Linked DNA regions of Mus musculus: all the other regions are linked to region 1. The links are chromatin contacts, called in public Hi-C and HiChIP or PLAC-seq maps. All regions are on one chromosome and are shown on one strand. Each heading gives the region's core, a stretch centred on a gene start, on an enhancer-like site or on the middle of the called end of the contact. The rest is flanking DNA. Distances are from core to core; before and after follow the strand shown.

Evidence for each region. A called contact is a pair of places that touch in the nucleus more often than the background predicts. HiChIP or PLAC-seq counts read pairs in DNA pulled down with a chosen protein or histone mark.
Region 2: a contact with region 1 is called in a Hi-C map of bone marrow-derived macrophages, with 2.2 times the contacts expected there. The contact joins the enhancer-like site here to the promoter of Tiam1 in region 1. A contact is called at or near these places in 18 of 484 Hi-C or Micro-C datasets (B cells, the N1E-115 cell line, Th1 cells and 11 more), 7 of 115 datasets of contacts at active chromatin or transcription factors (T-cell acute lymphoblastic leukemia, bone marrow-derived dendritic cells, bone marrow-derived macrophages and 4 more) and 6 of 9 other capture datasets (adipose tissue, bone marrow-derived macrophages, embryonic stem cells and 3 more).
Region 3: an H3K27ac HiChIP or PLAC-seq map of extraembryonic endoderm stem cells shows a contact between it and region 1. The contact joins the enhancer-like site here to the promoter of Tiam1 in region 1. A contact is called at or near these places in 8 of 484 Hi-C or Micro-C datasets (the N1E-115 cell line, Th2 cells, bone marrow-derived macrophages and 5 more), 5 of 115 datasets of contacts at active chromatin or transcription factors (the HPC-7 cell line, bone marrow-derived macrophages, embryonic stem cells and 2 more) and 3 of 9 other capture datasets (adipose tissue, liver and pancreatic islet).
Region 4: a contact with region 1 is called in an H3K4me3 HiChIP or PLAC-seq map of bone marrow-derived macrophages, with 3 times the contacts expected there. The contact joins the enhancer-like site here to the promoter of Tiam1 in region 1. A contact is called at or near these places in 6 of 484 Hi-C or Micro-C datasets (bone marrow-derived macrophages, cerebral cortex and cortical neurons), 3 of 115 datasets of contacts at active chromatin or transcription factors (bone marrow-derived macrophages, double positive thymocytes and microglia) and 3 of 9 other capture datasets (adipose tissue, liver and pancreatic islet).

What each region holds. Positions count from the first base shown.
Region 1 is chr16:89,958,957-89,962,547 of GRCm38.p6, reverse strand. It overlaps Tiam1 (T cell lymphoma invasion and metastasis 1), which reads left to right and starts at 1,721. Exons shown (of 28, transcript NM_009384.3): 1 at 1,721-1,871.
Region 2 is chr16:89,842,716-89,846,306 of GRCm38.p6, reverse strand. It overlaps Tiam1 (T cell lymphoma invasion and metastasis 1), which reads left to right. Exons shown (of 28, transcript NM_009384.3): 13 at 2,973-3,054. Among named protein-coding and RNA genes, the nearest start is that of Gm52239, 50 kb to the right of the region's middle. Within about 2 kb of position 1,561, at least 17 of the 459 cell types and tissues checked have an H3K27ac peak or open chromatin away from gene starts, as enhancers often do. A contact at or near this core is called in Th2 cells and bone marrow-derived macrophages, where this site is marked.
Region 3 is chr16:89,865,958-89,869,548 of GRCm38.p6, reverse strand. It overlaps Tiam1 (T cell lymphoma invasion and metastasis 1), which reads left to right. Exons shown (of 28, transcript NM_009384.3): 7 at 1,815-2,039. Among named protein-coding and RNA genes, the nearest start is that of Gm52239, 73 kb to the right of the region's middle. Within about 2 kb of position 1,863, at least 7 of the 459 cell types and tissues checked have an H3K27ac peak or open chromatin away from gene starts, as enhancers often do. A contact at or near this core is called in cerebral cortex and extraembryonic endoderm stem cells, where this site is marked.
Region 4 is chr16:90,042,144-90,045,734 of GRCm38.p6, reverse strand. It overlaps a transcript of Tiam1 not described here. Among named protein-coding and RNA genes, the nearest start is that of Tiam1, 83 kb to the right of the region's middle. Within about 2 kb of position 1,539, at least 91 of the 459 cell types and tissues checked have an H3K27ac peak or open chromatin away from gene starts, as enhancers often do. A contact at or near this core is called in adipose tissue, bone marrow-derived macrophages, cerebral cortex and 2 more, where this site is marked.

The DNA.
Region 1 (3,591 bases), core at 472-2,971:
GGCACATATCTGTCATGTTTAAAACTCATGGTTTCCACCACACTAACTCTGATCACTGTTTCTCTGGGAGTTATAATGCGTTTGTGTAACTGTGTGTATGTGTGTGATCATGTGTGTGTGCCTGTGTATATGTGTGTGTTTATGTGTGTGTACCTGTGTGTATGCGTGTGTGCTCGTGTGTACCTGTGTGTATGTGTGTGCTTATGTGTACACATGTACCTTTTCATTGTGGTGTTAGTCTGAGGAGGTCAGAGGCTGACCTCGGATGTCTCTTCAGGGTTTCTCCACTTTATGATCTTGGGGCTCACAGTCACCTCTACTGGCCAGCAATCCTTGTCTTCATAATACTAGGGCTACTGGCGAGTGCCAGCCAGTATGCTTGGATGTTTTGGATCAGGTCCTCTTGTCTGCTTGGCAAACACTGTAGATCCCTTTCTTACCAATGGCTTCCTGCCTGCCTGCCTGCCTGATTCCGGTTGGTGTTCGAGTCACTGTAATCCCTTTAATGATTATTGCATTTCTATTTTTGTGGTCCATATATTTGAGGAAAGTCCCTTGCGTGGGGACAGGGGTCTTCTTTATCTCATTTATATGAGGACACTGTTGCTGTCTTCAGACACACCAGAAGAGGGCATCAGATCTCATTACAGATGGTTGTGAGCCACCATGTGGTTGCTGGGATTTGAACTCAGGACCTCTGGAAGAGCAGTGATGCTCTTAACCTCTGAGCCATCTCTCTAGCTCCAATATCTTTGACTTTTGCTACAGCTAACAACCTTATACAGTGATAATGCTTTATTCACCTGTCAATCTCAGCCACGACTGCTGCAGCCATGTCAGAAAAGCTCTCTGCTTTGTGCTGCAGATACCCGCCTTCCTACATCATGATGCTTCCTTCCTCTGACCGGCCACACCCGAGGCTTCTTTTTATCACTGGCCATTAGAAGTTTTATTTAATGAAACTAATGTTTGGAAACCAAGGTGGAGCCAGGAGAGCAGTACTCTTTGGAGTGAGGGAGAAGGAAGTTAGTGGGTTTCCTCTGCAATTTTTAGAAACTGTCCTATAAATGTTGTTCATGGGAATCAAACATATGGCCGCTTTGTGTTAGAGGGCCAGCGAGAGAGAACTTCTGGAGGATTTTCTGCACTGTGTTAGCAGTTAGCACTGGTTTTAAAAAGGTTTTTGTTTTGTTTTTGTTTTTCTCCTTTCTCCCTTGTCCGATTTCTATGTTTAAACAAGTGTTTAGGAATTACGTCTCTGTCTAGCAAACCATCCAGGGTTCCGCTCCTGTGGGAGCAGGTAAGGAGGTGTAGTTATCCTTTAGGAGATACCAAGATATCTGCAGGTGACAGCAAACAAGAGCCTATGCTTTGCACAGAGAGCTCAGTTTCACTTGTAAAATAGTTAAGATCCTATAGGGAGAAATCTCAAGGATGTGGCGGAGCAGGGTGCTGGAACTGAACGACAGCCAGCAGAGTCCTCAGCTAGGCAAAGGAACGCCAAAGGCGAGAATTTAATTGAAGAAAGGGGCGGAGAGGGAGGCGAGGATGGAGGAGGAGGGGAGGGAAGAGGAGGAGGAGGAGGAGGAGGAGGAGGAGGAGGAGGAGGAGGAGGAGGAGGAGGAGGAGGAGGAGGAGGAGGAGGAGGAGGAGGAGAGGAGGGAGGTGGAGGAGGAGGAGCCGCCGCCGCCGCCGCCGCCCTGGGCCCTCTCCAACACACCCAAATGACCAGATTCATCATAGCACGAAACTTCACAAGTTACACCCACTCCCTCGCCGGCAGCGGGGAAGGCTACAGCTTCCTGATTTCAGTTACTGGAAGTTGGAGAGATGGAAAGGCGGCCGGGAGTGTGAGCCTCGCTGAGCAGCGGGTGAGCTTCGGAAAATTCAATCCACTTTCTACCCGCAGTCTTCTGGTGCTGGGTACTCGGGGAAAGCTGCTGCGTGAGGCTGTGCCGAGGATGGGTGGGAGCCCCGGAACTCTTTACTGTGGTCTGGGGCTGGGAGACTGAATGGCCAGAGTCCTGGCACTGCTTAGTTTCTATGCTGCACCCAGAGCGCCGCGCTTCTCAGTTGTGCTGTGAGAAGCAGTCTGCCACGCGGGTTCTGACTCTCCGGGAAAAGAGGCTGGAAAACTTCATCAGTTTCTCTTGCCTAAGCGAGGATCATTGTATGAGAGAAACGGGAAAGAGGCAGTGAGATTGATCTTGACACCCACCAGGGATGCTTCCTGCCTGAAACCCACCGTGCTGTGTGAGCCTCGGGCGATTAGGCGGTGTATGGGGTAGGGTGGGTGGAGGGAATGCGAAGGAGAGGGCTGGGATTCTAGGCTGGGCTGGTTTCCTTGGGTGGGGGTGGGGGTGTTCTGAAGCTTTGGCTCCTGACCAACACCTGGATGGGACTTCTGGAATGAGGGTCTGGAAGTCTCGAGTTTTCCCACTAGTTTTGCAATTAGGCTAGTTGGGCTAAAAGCCCCTTTGGCATGGGGAAAGGGGGAGGGGGAGAACTGTTTGTTTATCTGGAACTTCATTTTTGATGTGAGTTTTTCTGCCGCAGCTGGTTGATCTGATTCATTGCCTAATCGAATTTGGGGTAGAGTGAAGAGAGGAAGTTTGGCTGAAGGGTGGCACCAGGTTTGGGGTCTTTGTAAGAGACAATATCCTAGCAAAGCATAAACTCGGACCCCCACTCCCCCTGCTCCGCCCCCCCCCCCCATCCTGATTTTTGTTTTCAGCACACTTTCTTGGGTATGTGGTCTTTGATTGCTGTGTGAAGTCAAAGGAAGTTTTGAGGCTGACATACCTGTTTTGCATATTTCGGATCTCATCAGTGATTTGGTGATGCATTGGAGCCAGGATCTTATATGTTTGTTACTAGCTAATCCTTCATGAAATTACTTTTATAGTAAGAAAGGTAACTGCGATGGCTGGCTCTTAGGTTTGTAACTACCTATCCATTTTGCAACAAACTCCTAGTTTGAAGAGAGTGGAATGGGAGGTGTTCTTAGCTGATCTGGTCATTTTCCTAGTGTCAGATAGGATGGCTCGGCTGTCTCTTCCACTCTGGTATTGCGAATCTGGGAAGCAGGCTGCCGGGAACCTTCTGCTCCCTTGAGGGGTAAAGATCTACATGTAAAGGAACGACTCTGTGACCAAACTAGACCTGGCGGGGGTGGGGGTGGGGGTGGGGGTGGGGGACGGACAGGTGGCATGGCCCAAGCTGTCACACCTGCTAGCTCTTCTGTGGATCCAGAACCAGCTCAGTAGGGAGGTGGCTGTGGGCACGGTGTTGTTGCACCTACTTCTGAGGAACCGGTTGTCTGCCGCTCTGCAGGAGGCAGCTGAACTGGATCTTGTGATGGCCAGGGCAACACTGAGTAATGGATGCGATTCATGGAACAGTAACCCGGAGAGAAAGGGGGAGAGAAAGGGGAAGCTGCGCGGCGAGTGACAGATGAAGTGCTCGCTGTGGGTGGACACAGTGGACGGAGCTGGGGTTGACTCTGCTGTAGGACCCCTAAGTGTCTGGAAAGCTCCAGCTCTTGTGTGGTGGTCTTCTTTTGGCCCCCTCCCCCTCCTTCCTGGTTTGCCT
Region 2 (3,591 bases), core at 312-2,811, 120 kb after region 1:
TCTGAATATCTACCAATAGTCATTGTCTGCCTGCTTTGCTGATTATATTAATGTAAATGATACCCATTTGGCTATTTCTTCCTGACTAGATAGTTGTTGGAAACAGTCCATGGAATGGCCACAGACCTGGGGTTTAGTCTGTAGAGACAATAGCTTTCCAGATTTCACACTAAATGAGATCTTATTAAAGTGACAGGGGAATAAAATGTGCAGCCAAAATTGATTAATTTATTTATTCATTCATCTCGCAAATATTTACTTAGCGTTTCTGTGCCAAGAATAATCTCTGATCCTCACAGGGTATGTGCCAGAGGTGGGGGGGGGGGGGTCCTGTTTCTGGAGGAGCCTCTATTCAGGTTCGCAGAAATACATGTAAAAACCTGTCACTGGCAGCAGGTTTTCAGGCTTGGAGAAGCAAGAAGTTAGGGAGAGAGGCACGGTGCTGGCATGCTGAGGTGTGAGGTGAGTCTGGGGGTGAGGAGAACAAGATGTGAGTCTCACGTGTTTTACAGAAAAGTGTTTCAAGAAGGTGTGACATGGGTCTGGGGAGAAAGGTCAGTTGGTAACATTCCTGCCACAGAAGCCTGAGCTCTAGACTCCGGTACCCCTGTAAACGGTGGTACAGAGCCAGGCACCTCTAATCCCAGTGCAGGAGGCAGAGACAGCGGGAGCCTCAGACCTGGCTGGCTGGCCAGCCTGGCTGAATTGGCGAACTCTAGGCTCAGTAAGCGACGCCATTGATAAAATTTGAAAGAGAGAGAGAGAGAGAGAGTGTGTGTGTGTCTCAGTTCTTAACTTCTCACGCAATACAAAATGAAGACAATCTGCCTATCATTTGTGTTGTATTAGGTAGGTATCAAGTGCAATCTAAAGACAATTCAAAGCCTGTGTGACATAGCTTTTATGCAAATACCACACTGTTTCCCATAAGAGAGTTGAGCACCCATGGGTTTGGAGATTCTGGGGTCCTGGAGATCCTGAAACCAGTCCTGTGAGTTACCTAGTAATGGCAACAGCTGGCCTCTATTGTAACAGGCTCCTTGAGGTTGGTGTATGCCAAGCGCACTCTAGGACACGGGACGACTCCCTGCTGGCTAGGGTACTGTGGCTAAGAGGCCTTTGTGGCTTAGGCTGGCATGGTCAGGGGAGACGGGGAGACAGGACTAACAGCATGTGGTTAGAGCAGTGTTAAAAACTTATGATGTTTCCCCTCTGGGGCCTGGGGGAGGTGCTTCAATAGTACTTTAAACGTGGAACTTCAATATGTGTGCCACTTGCCTGTGCATAAGGTGGCCAGCTTTCAAATTCCCTAGCCCAGATCCTGTGGTTTCAGAAAACACATTTTAAGACACAGAAGTTTCCTGTATTTTTTTACTTTTTTTTTTTTTCCTTAACCTGGCCTGAGTCTCAGTCAGCACAAGAGTGAGCGTGTGGCCCCGAGGCTGGCTTATGTGACACCGAGACAGTGGACACAGTGGAGAGCAGAAATTCTGAGCAAAGTATCCCACTGGCTCTCTGCAGAGATGGTCAGAACTAACGGGTCTATGCTGTCACCTAGTGGGAAGGACTGGCTGCTACACATATTTAAAAATAAATGAGCAGGGCTCAACCCCAGCAGAGATGAACACTGTGGTATTGAGTGAGCATGGTGCTTGTCCTGCCATGTCTTGTCAGCTTTCTTTAAATAATTCCGTATTTGTAATTGTAGTGGCTATATTTTCTGATCTTTAAATCACTGAAGTCCTCTAATTGGAGAATTTAATTTTGTGAACTGAAGTGTCTAAATAAAATCATATTGAATTATGCCCCCGGACACCCAGGCTGTACGGCCAGTGTTCCTAGCTCTAACCCCTATCACATTGTGTCATAGTATACCATTAAAAAAAAAAGACCCGTGCTTTCTTCTTGACTGTATAAAATGACATCCTGAAGAGATGGGGCAGGGGTAGACGTCACCGAGGTCCGCTTCAGTGACTCAGGATGCAGTACCTATCAAATTCTATGGCTTGAGATTTATTTTCATTTCCAGATCAGTAAGAGTTTGCATTTGTCTTCAAATTTGGATTTCAGCTATAGGTTTTTTACCTAAGAAGGCTCATCCTCCTAACCTCAGGCCTCTTTGGGTTTCACACTGGGCTGGGAGTCACCATGGTGGGACACAGAGAGAGCCATATCTCTGGGGCTTGCAAGACTGCATTTAGACCCTGCCCAGCCCACCCTGGCTTTACAAACATGTTAGAATACTTTCTCACCAGCCTTAGCGCCCTGTTTGTGAAATGGACGTTGTAATTGTCCCAGGATGGAATGATAAGGCACACAGTTGAAATTCATGTCTTGTGAGTTAGCTCCAGATATATGGAACTGCACTGTCAGTTGATTTAAACATTTTCTGATGCGCGAGCTATATAATACTTTAATCTTGCATTTATACAGAAACACATTCTAGACTATGTTGGGTTTATAGATGGTTGGTTGATTTGTGTACTTACTTTTCTTTATGATTTTGTATAGTTGAGTGGCTAACCGAGAATCTCATCACACAGACAGTCTGTATCTACCAGTTGATCCTGCTGTGGATTTCCTCCTGTGGAAGTGCTGTGTGAACAGGCAGAGATGTCTAGTACTGTGCAGGCCTTCACTCAGCATATTTATAACCTCCTTTTGATTTTGACGAGTCCCCTGCCCCAGCACTAGAGGGTTTAATGATGGGGGCATTGTGTTTCAGGTCTGTGATGAATTTAGGGTGCTCTATAGAGTGATGTGCATGTGGAGAGAGCGTGGTTAGAAGCAGCCTGGTTTTCTAAGCTTAGCTGAGCGTGGTGCTGAGAACTGAAGGTTTTTCACTCAATAAAAACACTGATGTAGCATGAATTTTTGTTCAAGTATCAATTATGAAAAAGCAAATTTACAAAATGCTGATCTGTCGTATTTGCGATGGGCCCCTCACTCGCCCCCCTCTCTCTGATTTGCAGCTTTACAAAGAAATTGAAATCTGTCCAAAAGTCACCCAGAATATCCACATTGAGAAGTCAGACGCGGCCGCTGATAATTACGGTAGGTTTTTATTTGTCTTTGGTCTTGGGTGTTTGTGTTTCCAGTTAAAGCATTTCATCTGTAAACAGAACTGAGCATATTTACAATTCAATAAGAAGCCCTTGGGGCCTGTTTTAAACACACATCTGGCTCCTGTGCCATGAAGTGCAGCTGAGCTATGAGAGACGCTCAACCCGGGCATGGGGGGCATGGGGGGCATGGGGGGCATGGGGAGGAAAGCCTCTGGCCTTCAGTCTCTTAACTTGAATCAGTGGGATTCTGCTGTCCTAAGGGGCAGACAGAGGGGCCACAGAGATTACTCAGTGGTTAGAGCACTTGCTGCTCTTAGAGGAACCAAATCGGATGCGAGCACCTTGAGGGGCTTACGGCTGCTTTGAACACCAGCTTCAGGCTATCCAGCACCTTCTTCTGGCTTCTGTGGTATCTGCAGTTCTGAGTCTCTCTCTCTCTCTCTCTCTCTCTCTCTCTCTCTCTCTTCTGTGGTGTCTGCACTTCTGAGTCTCTCTCTCTCGATCTCTCTCTCTCTCTCTTTCTCTC
Region 3 (3,591 bases), core at 614-3,113, 93 kb after region 1:
GGAGTCGGTGTTCTTGCTTCTATGCAGAAGGCAACTCCTTGCCCATAATTACCATGATTACCCCTCGGAGTCGCCTGTGGCCGTAGTGCTCCCACCTCATGCTCTCTCCCTGCTCAGTCTGCAGAAATCCATTCCATCTGCTCGCCAGTCACTCTCTCTGTCCAGTTCTGAGCACGTGCAGACAGACGATGGAAGTCTTTATCCGCAACGCGTTTCTCTTTATAAGCACAGCAACCATCGAATCTTTCAGGCTTCTTAGCTGGTTTTCTCGCAAGACATTTTTAATATTGGACGCTATTTCTTTGGAGGAATACAAAGCTTTCGGATTCAGGATGATTATCGATGGCTTCTGTTGTCCTTTAACTAAAATTTCCATTCTTAGGCACCGAGGAATAATATGCTGGAGGGGGGCAGGGGTCCTGATAAGAATTTTGTTGGTAAGCCAACCAGCGAGTTAGGTAAAAATACAGATTACTGCCCTGCAAGGGAAAAATGATGGCAGCAGCCACCTTAGTGTCGCAGTGACTGAGCCAGTCATTTCTTCAGCTAAGCTAAACCCGGTGCCTTTACGGAGTTCTTTGGGCTTAAGGGAATACCTGGAAAAGTTCGTCATCTCCATTTTTACAAATATTTCCTGACTGATCTCCTAGTTTTGAAAAAAGTGTTTTTATTAATATTTTGGAGAATTTTATATAACCTATTTTGATTATACTTGCCCATCCCCCAACTCCTCCAGATCTTTTTCCACCTCCCTCCCTACCCACCTGTCTGTCTGTCTATCTGTTTGTCTCTTCCCACGCCATCTCTAACTTCCTCTTTGTCTCTCTTTTAACCCATTGAGTCAAGTTTGTGTTGGAGACTGCTCCTTGGTGTGGAGCCTGCTCACCCTGGAGTATGACTGATAAACCAGATGTCTCATCGTTAGAGCAAAGAGATGCCCCTCTCACAGCAGCAGTCAAATACCAGTAGCTCCCCGGCTAGGCTGAGCTAGGGGTGAGCTAGGCTGAGCTAGGGGTGAGCTAGGCTGAGCTAGGGGTGAGCTAGCCTGAGCTAGGGGTGAGCTAGGCTGAGTTAGCCTGAGCTAGGCTGAGCTAGGGGATGAGCTAGCCTGAGCTAGGTTGAGCTAGGGGTGAGCTAGCCTGAGCTAGGTTGAGCTAGGGGTGAGCTGGGGTGAGCTCGGGGTGCCTACTCCACCCTTTCATCCTGGGGATTTGGTCTGGTTTGAGCTTGTACAGATCATGTGAATTTTTTAATAACAAGTTATCACATGAGTTTTTGCCCCCAAATGTTGCCACTTTTGCCTTGCAGAGCATCTTTGTCTTATGCTATCCCTATTTGGGGGTCACCTGTCCCTTGGCATGGGCCACATAATGCTCTCAAGTGTTCTCGTTAAACAAACAAGCTGTTGGTGGTTTGTGAGTGGCTCACTGCTGCACATGGATGCATTCCTGGAGACCTGGAGGCTGTACTGGTCCTGGCCGCCTTGAGCCTCTCCTTGCCCTGGTTTTGATAGAGCTGCTTAAGACTGGGTGCGTTGGTTGTTAGCATGCAGCTTGTTCAAGGGTGCTGTTTGAGGGGGTGTGGTGTGGGGTTGGGGTTAGCCCTCCTTTGTGGATTTCTAGAAGGGGTGTGTTAAGGTAGGTTTGTGTGTGTGTGTGTGTGTGTGTGTGTGTGTGTGTGTGGTCGGTCTGTCTGTCTTGTCTGTCTGTCTAGACCTGACACCTGGCCTCAGAGACACTGCCTCCCGGGACTCACTGCTAGTTTCTGTGACCTTGTATGAAGAGGCTTCTTCTCCCTGCTCCCTTCTCCTGTAGACCACGAGCCAGACAGAGCTGGAGAACTGGATCACCGCCATCCACTCTGCCTGCGCAGCTGCCGTCGCAAGGCACCACCACAAGGAGGACACGCTCCGCCTCCTCAAGTCGGAAATCAAGAAGCTGGAGCAGAAGATCGACATGGACGAGAAGATGAAGAAGATGGGGGAGATGCAGCTGTCTTCCGTCACCGACTCGAAGAAGAAGAAGACCATCCTAGACCAGGTGACCGACCGCCTTTGTGCGTCTGGAGCGGGCCAGATTTGTTAGCGCTTTTGTTTTTTTGTTGCTGTCTGGGGATCCTGAAACAGCTTCTGTTCTCTCGGAGACAGCCTGTCACCCAGACTGGTAAACTCTTTATTGTGACTGTCAGATTTCCTCGCCCTTTGTTCAGAGTTGATTGTTTTTGCGCTGACGGGAACGATAAGACATTGAACAGAAGGCAGAAATGGGAGGGGAGGGCCTTCCGAATCCTTCCAGTCCACGTGTTTCCAGGGGAATCTGTGCCATTTGAAATCTATGATGTCCTTCCTCACCTTATCATAGGGCTCACCTGTGCGGAGGATTCCTGGCTCCTCAGTGAACTCACATTTAAAAAGTGACGGGTGTTTCTCAAAGTCCACTCAGCTCGCCCTCACTACACATTGGGAATTGGTTTCAAGAACCTTGCAGAATCCCAAATCTGTGTGTGCCCTGGTCCTTGACATAAAAGATGGCGTCGTATGTTTTCATAACCCATCCCTGCATCATTTGTGGTACCTGGTAGATATGTTATGTAAATAATTGCTGTGCTGTGGTGTTTAAGGAATAATGACAAGGCAAAAGTCTGTACGTGGTCACTATAGCTATAGGGTACAGAGTGCCCTTTGTTCTATTCTTTCTGTTATTGGTTGCTGTAAATTCACAAAGCAACTCACAAGGCAAATTCGCATAGCAAAAAAACCATTTGAATCGAACAACAGCTTAGCGGTCAGCGCATGTGAGATATTAGGTGCCACTTCCCACATCCAGTTCTAGAAGGAACCTAACTCCGTGTTTGCCTCCCTCAGCCTCTGGCTCCCTGTCTTGAGAGGTTTCCCTTTGAGTTGTTCCCTAATAATGTATTCGCTTAGTATGCGACCCTTTCGCCTGCCTTCTTCCCTTAGCAGGGCCTCTTGGAGTTGATGTGCACCCCCTCGCTTACACATCGGCACACCTTCCTCCTTCGGGCCCCGTTCCTTATTCCCTGTCCAGACACACCCCTGGACCGTCTCTCCTTAGATGAGCATTTGAGCCATTTGCAGCTTCTCGGCTGCTGGGAATACTGCCGTCACGAGCGTCTGGGTTCTCACGGAGTTTTACCAGAGATTAGAAAGGGAGATGTCACTGATGACCCCTCAGCTCTCACGTTGTCCTTTTTGAAAATTTGACTTTAAGTGTGTGAGTGTCGTTTGTGGCGTGTCTGGGCATCGCGCACATTCTTGGTGCCCACAGAGGTTAGAAGAGGGCATCGGAACCGCTAGAGATGAAGTTATAGGCAGTCATGAGCTGTCCCGTGGGTGCTGGGAACAGACCCCGGGTCCTGTCAGAGCAACAAGAGCGTTTAGCTGCTGAGTCATCTCTCCAGCCCCAGGAGCTTACAGTCTGTGTCAGCGTGTTATTCTTGAATGCACCTCACCCCTCTGTGATCTTGCTTGAATGTCATATCAGTAGCTAGAGGATATCTTGCCACTTTGAGTGACAGAGACACGTGTGTGGGCACTAGCTGTGGGTGGGACCCCTTACCCAGTATCTGGGT
Region 4 (3,591 bases), core at 290-2,789, 83 kb before region 1:
CCCGCAGGGGCAACAGCCAGTTCTAAAGAGCTCTGTGGGCTGCGGCTCTCCAAGGGAGTTGCTCTGTGGGAAGAGATTACTTCTCTCCACTTCTTCTGGTTTCATAGCATCTGTGGAGTAGTCCCTGAAATACCTGTTTATCATCTCTCGTCTGTTATGAGAAGGCCTAATTATTCCCAATGGTCAGAAGTGGTTAGGGAATGTGCAGGCCCGGCCACGTCCTTCACAGGGCTGTCAGTGACGCTTCCCTGTTCAAAGTTAGAGTCGTGAGATGAAGAGCGGGACCTATGGCTTCTGCCCATCAGGCAATTGTGATTTCTGTGGCCGCTACCCAAAGTGGTTAAATCCTGGGAGCAGGTACGCGTGAGATATGCTCGAGTCTGGGTTTGGGTACCTCAGTTCATTGCAGCTCTGAGTCAGAGTCGAGGTGTCACTGGTGTGACTTCAAGGTGTGGTGCTTTCATATTTGTGTGTGTGTGTGGCCTGGTGCAGGTCCTTTATCCAACCACTGCGTCTCCCTTCCTAAATCCTAGGGAGCTTGTTAAAATGAAGATGCTGAGGACCCCATCTTCCCAGAGGCGCTTCTTGGCCATGCTGGAATCCAGCTCCTTTGTGCTGTCTGCCACTGGCTTCGGCTTTGACCCAGGCCTCCTTACCTGCCCAGTTCTGGTCTTAGAAGAACCCTGCAGTGCTGCCTGCTCTTTCTCCTTGATAGCTGATCAACTTGTTCATCCCTCATCTTTGACCTTTAAGCCCAAGCAGTTTTTAGCAATTCCTACAGAAATTAGGTCACTTGAGCAAGAGTCCTCTGACTCTTAAGGTTCTCGTTTGGTAATCCAATGTAACCTGTCCCTCGTCTATAAGTCCACTCTTACAACGGCTGGGGTCTGGATCCCCCCCTCCCGACCTCATTGGAATATTTGTATTTTATTTATTTCAGAAATGTTTTTCTTTAGTAAAATTCATATTCTTTATTGGTGTGTCCAAAGACCGAATCCTAAATTAAAGTCCAAAACACATTGGCTTAACTGAACAAAAGGTTAGGTTTTTTTTTTTTTTTTTTTTCTATATGAAGTTGACTCCTAAATGACTATTATGGAACGGAGGTTCTTTCTACATTGTAGCTCTCCTATCTCTAACCTGTGCTCCAAGTTTATCATCTATGTTCTGCTAGCTAGAGATTAGTAGCAGAACACATTTCTGTTTCCTAGGGGCTGGGAAATATCGGGTAAAGTGCTGGGGTTTTTTTTCTTTTTTGATAAATTTTGCATTTTCACTAAGTGTTAGTGCTTATACTTCAGCAATCCTTGGGATACAGGGTCCCTTCAGCAGTGCCTTAGTCAATCCTCTGTGTCACGTTTTCAGTGTCCTTCAGTTGTGATGATCCGAGCACTTGACAGCTGATTTTTTTTCTTTTTTAAACGATGAAAAACGGAACAGTCCCTTCCGCACCGGAAAGAGAAGTTGAACAAGGAAGACACACTGAGTTTCTGCCCTTATCCTGAGTTTGCAGAGGAAGCATGGTGACTCGTGCGGCCACTGATTAGGCGACCAGCGGTCCCGTGGTCCTCGTGTTGCAGCTTCTCTGCTTTGCCGTGGTCCGCCTTCCCGATCTGAAAGAGAATCTTGATGGCCTCACTCTGCTCCCCTCGGTGCTCTGTGAGGCTCCTGGGACTAGAATGCCAAGCACAGGAAACACCAGCGTCTCCTTCCCTAGTCGTGGCCACAGTGGAGAGCTGTCAAGCTCACTTGTCTCTTGTAAGCTACTGACAACACATAAGGCTTCGCTTCAGGTCCTGGTTAGCATCGTTGATCTGGGAGCAGGGCAGCTCTGATGGCATCTGTTACAGACTTTGGGTTTTTGTTTTGTTTTGTTTTTTTTCCCCTCCTCAAGATAGGGTTTCTCGGCGGGCGTGGTGGCACACGCCTTTAATCCTAGCACTCGGGAGGCAGAGGCAGGTAGATTTTTGAGCTCGAGGCCAGCCTGGTCTACAAAGTGAGTTGCAGGACAGCCAGGGCTATACAGAGAAACCCTGTCTCAAACAAACAAACAACAACAACAACAAAATAGGGTTTCTCTATAGCCCTGGCTGTCCTGGAACTTGCTCTGTAGCCCAGGCTATCCGTGAATACAGAGATCTGCCCACCTGTGCCTCCTGAGGGCGAGGCTTAAAGGTGCTTGCCACCAAGCCCGGCTTGTTTTATTCCCTTCTTAACTTTCGTTGATTGATTGTGTGAGCATTCGTGGATGCATGCATGCCTCGTGTGTGTGTGTGTGTGTGTGTGTGTGTGTGTGTGTGTAGGTCAGAGGTCAATTCTATGGCCCTGGTTCTTTGATGCCATGGGATTTGGGGCTGAAACATAGAAAGATGTTCATCAGCCTTTGAGCAAGGACCTCAGCTCACTGAGCTGTCTCACGGGGCCGCGGTTTACTTTTAGAGCAGGGATTGGGATTATTTGGTTTCCAGAATGGGGCTGTATGTCACACATGGAGCGGAGAGGCAGAGAGCAGCGGTATGTGACGTGGGGTGGTGAGGGAGGGGCCGGCGAGTGGCTCATCAGGCTTCCTTGTTTCCATGGGGGCTTAGAACAGTTGGGACTTAGATAGGGTTTGAGCAGATTGCAGGTAAAGGGGAAACGATACTGGATTGTGAATACAGAGCCTTTGCCTGAGACTTTCCTTACGCTTCTGACTCAACACTGCCTGTTGCTAAGCTACTGAAAAATACAGCACAGGCTGGTGGATGCTACACTGAACATGGCTCCAATGCTAAGTAATGGCGGGTCGTAAATACTGGGCGTGAGTTTCTGTTACCCTCTCATTTCTTCCTCTTAATGATGTTAGGAGGTGTGACTTCTGTTTTGTCTCCTTTTTACCCAGTGAGGGAAACTGAGGCATGGAGAACGCAGGTAGTTACAAGGGGTCAAGTCCCTGGAGACAGTCTGAGTGGTGAGATCTTACCCCACCCGGGGTCCACTTGGTTCTGCTTTAGCCATTGCTTTCTTGGACAAGTACTTCAGGGAGAGAGACACCCTGCTCTCTCCTTACACATGGACTGCATGTCTTAGAGAAGTGGGCTCCTCTCTTGCGTCCGTCGTGATGATGATGTCGTCTGGGTTAGCACGCTGTGCTGCCAGCTTTGTGAGGATGTGGGTGAAGTCAGCTCTCCTTCTCGGTTCCCTTTGATGGTGTTTTTTTTTTTTTTTTTGCGCGAAGATAAGACAGGGCACTTATGCATACCAATGACTTGCCAACTGCAGTGTCTCTTGGGGATCTGCTCTCAGGATAGCACCAGTGGGATGTGTTGTAAATTACTGAGTGCTTTGGAAGTTTGTGGTACTCCTTCCGGGGTCAAGGGAAGATGGTGTTGGGTATCACTGAGGCCAGATCTGTGTTTGGTCATCTTGTCAATGCCCTTTTTCCCGTCCAGGTGTTTCTTAGGAGTTAATGGAGACAGCACATGACTTGGGCAGGTATCTGTTCTACAGAGGTTCATGCAGTGAGAACTTGGTCCCACATTGGCAGTCTTGGGAGGTGATGTGGAACATGTAAGCCATAGGTGGTCTTATGGGTTGACTGGGGCATACCTG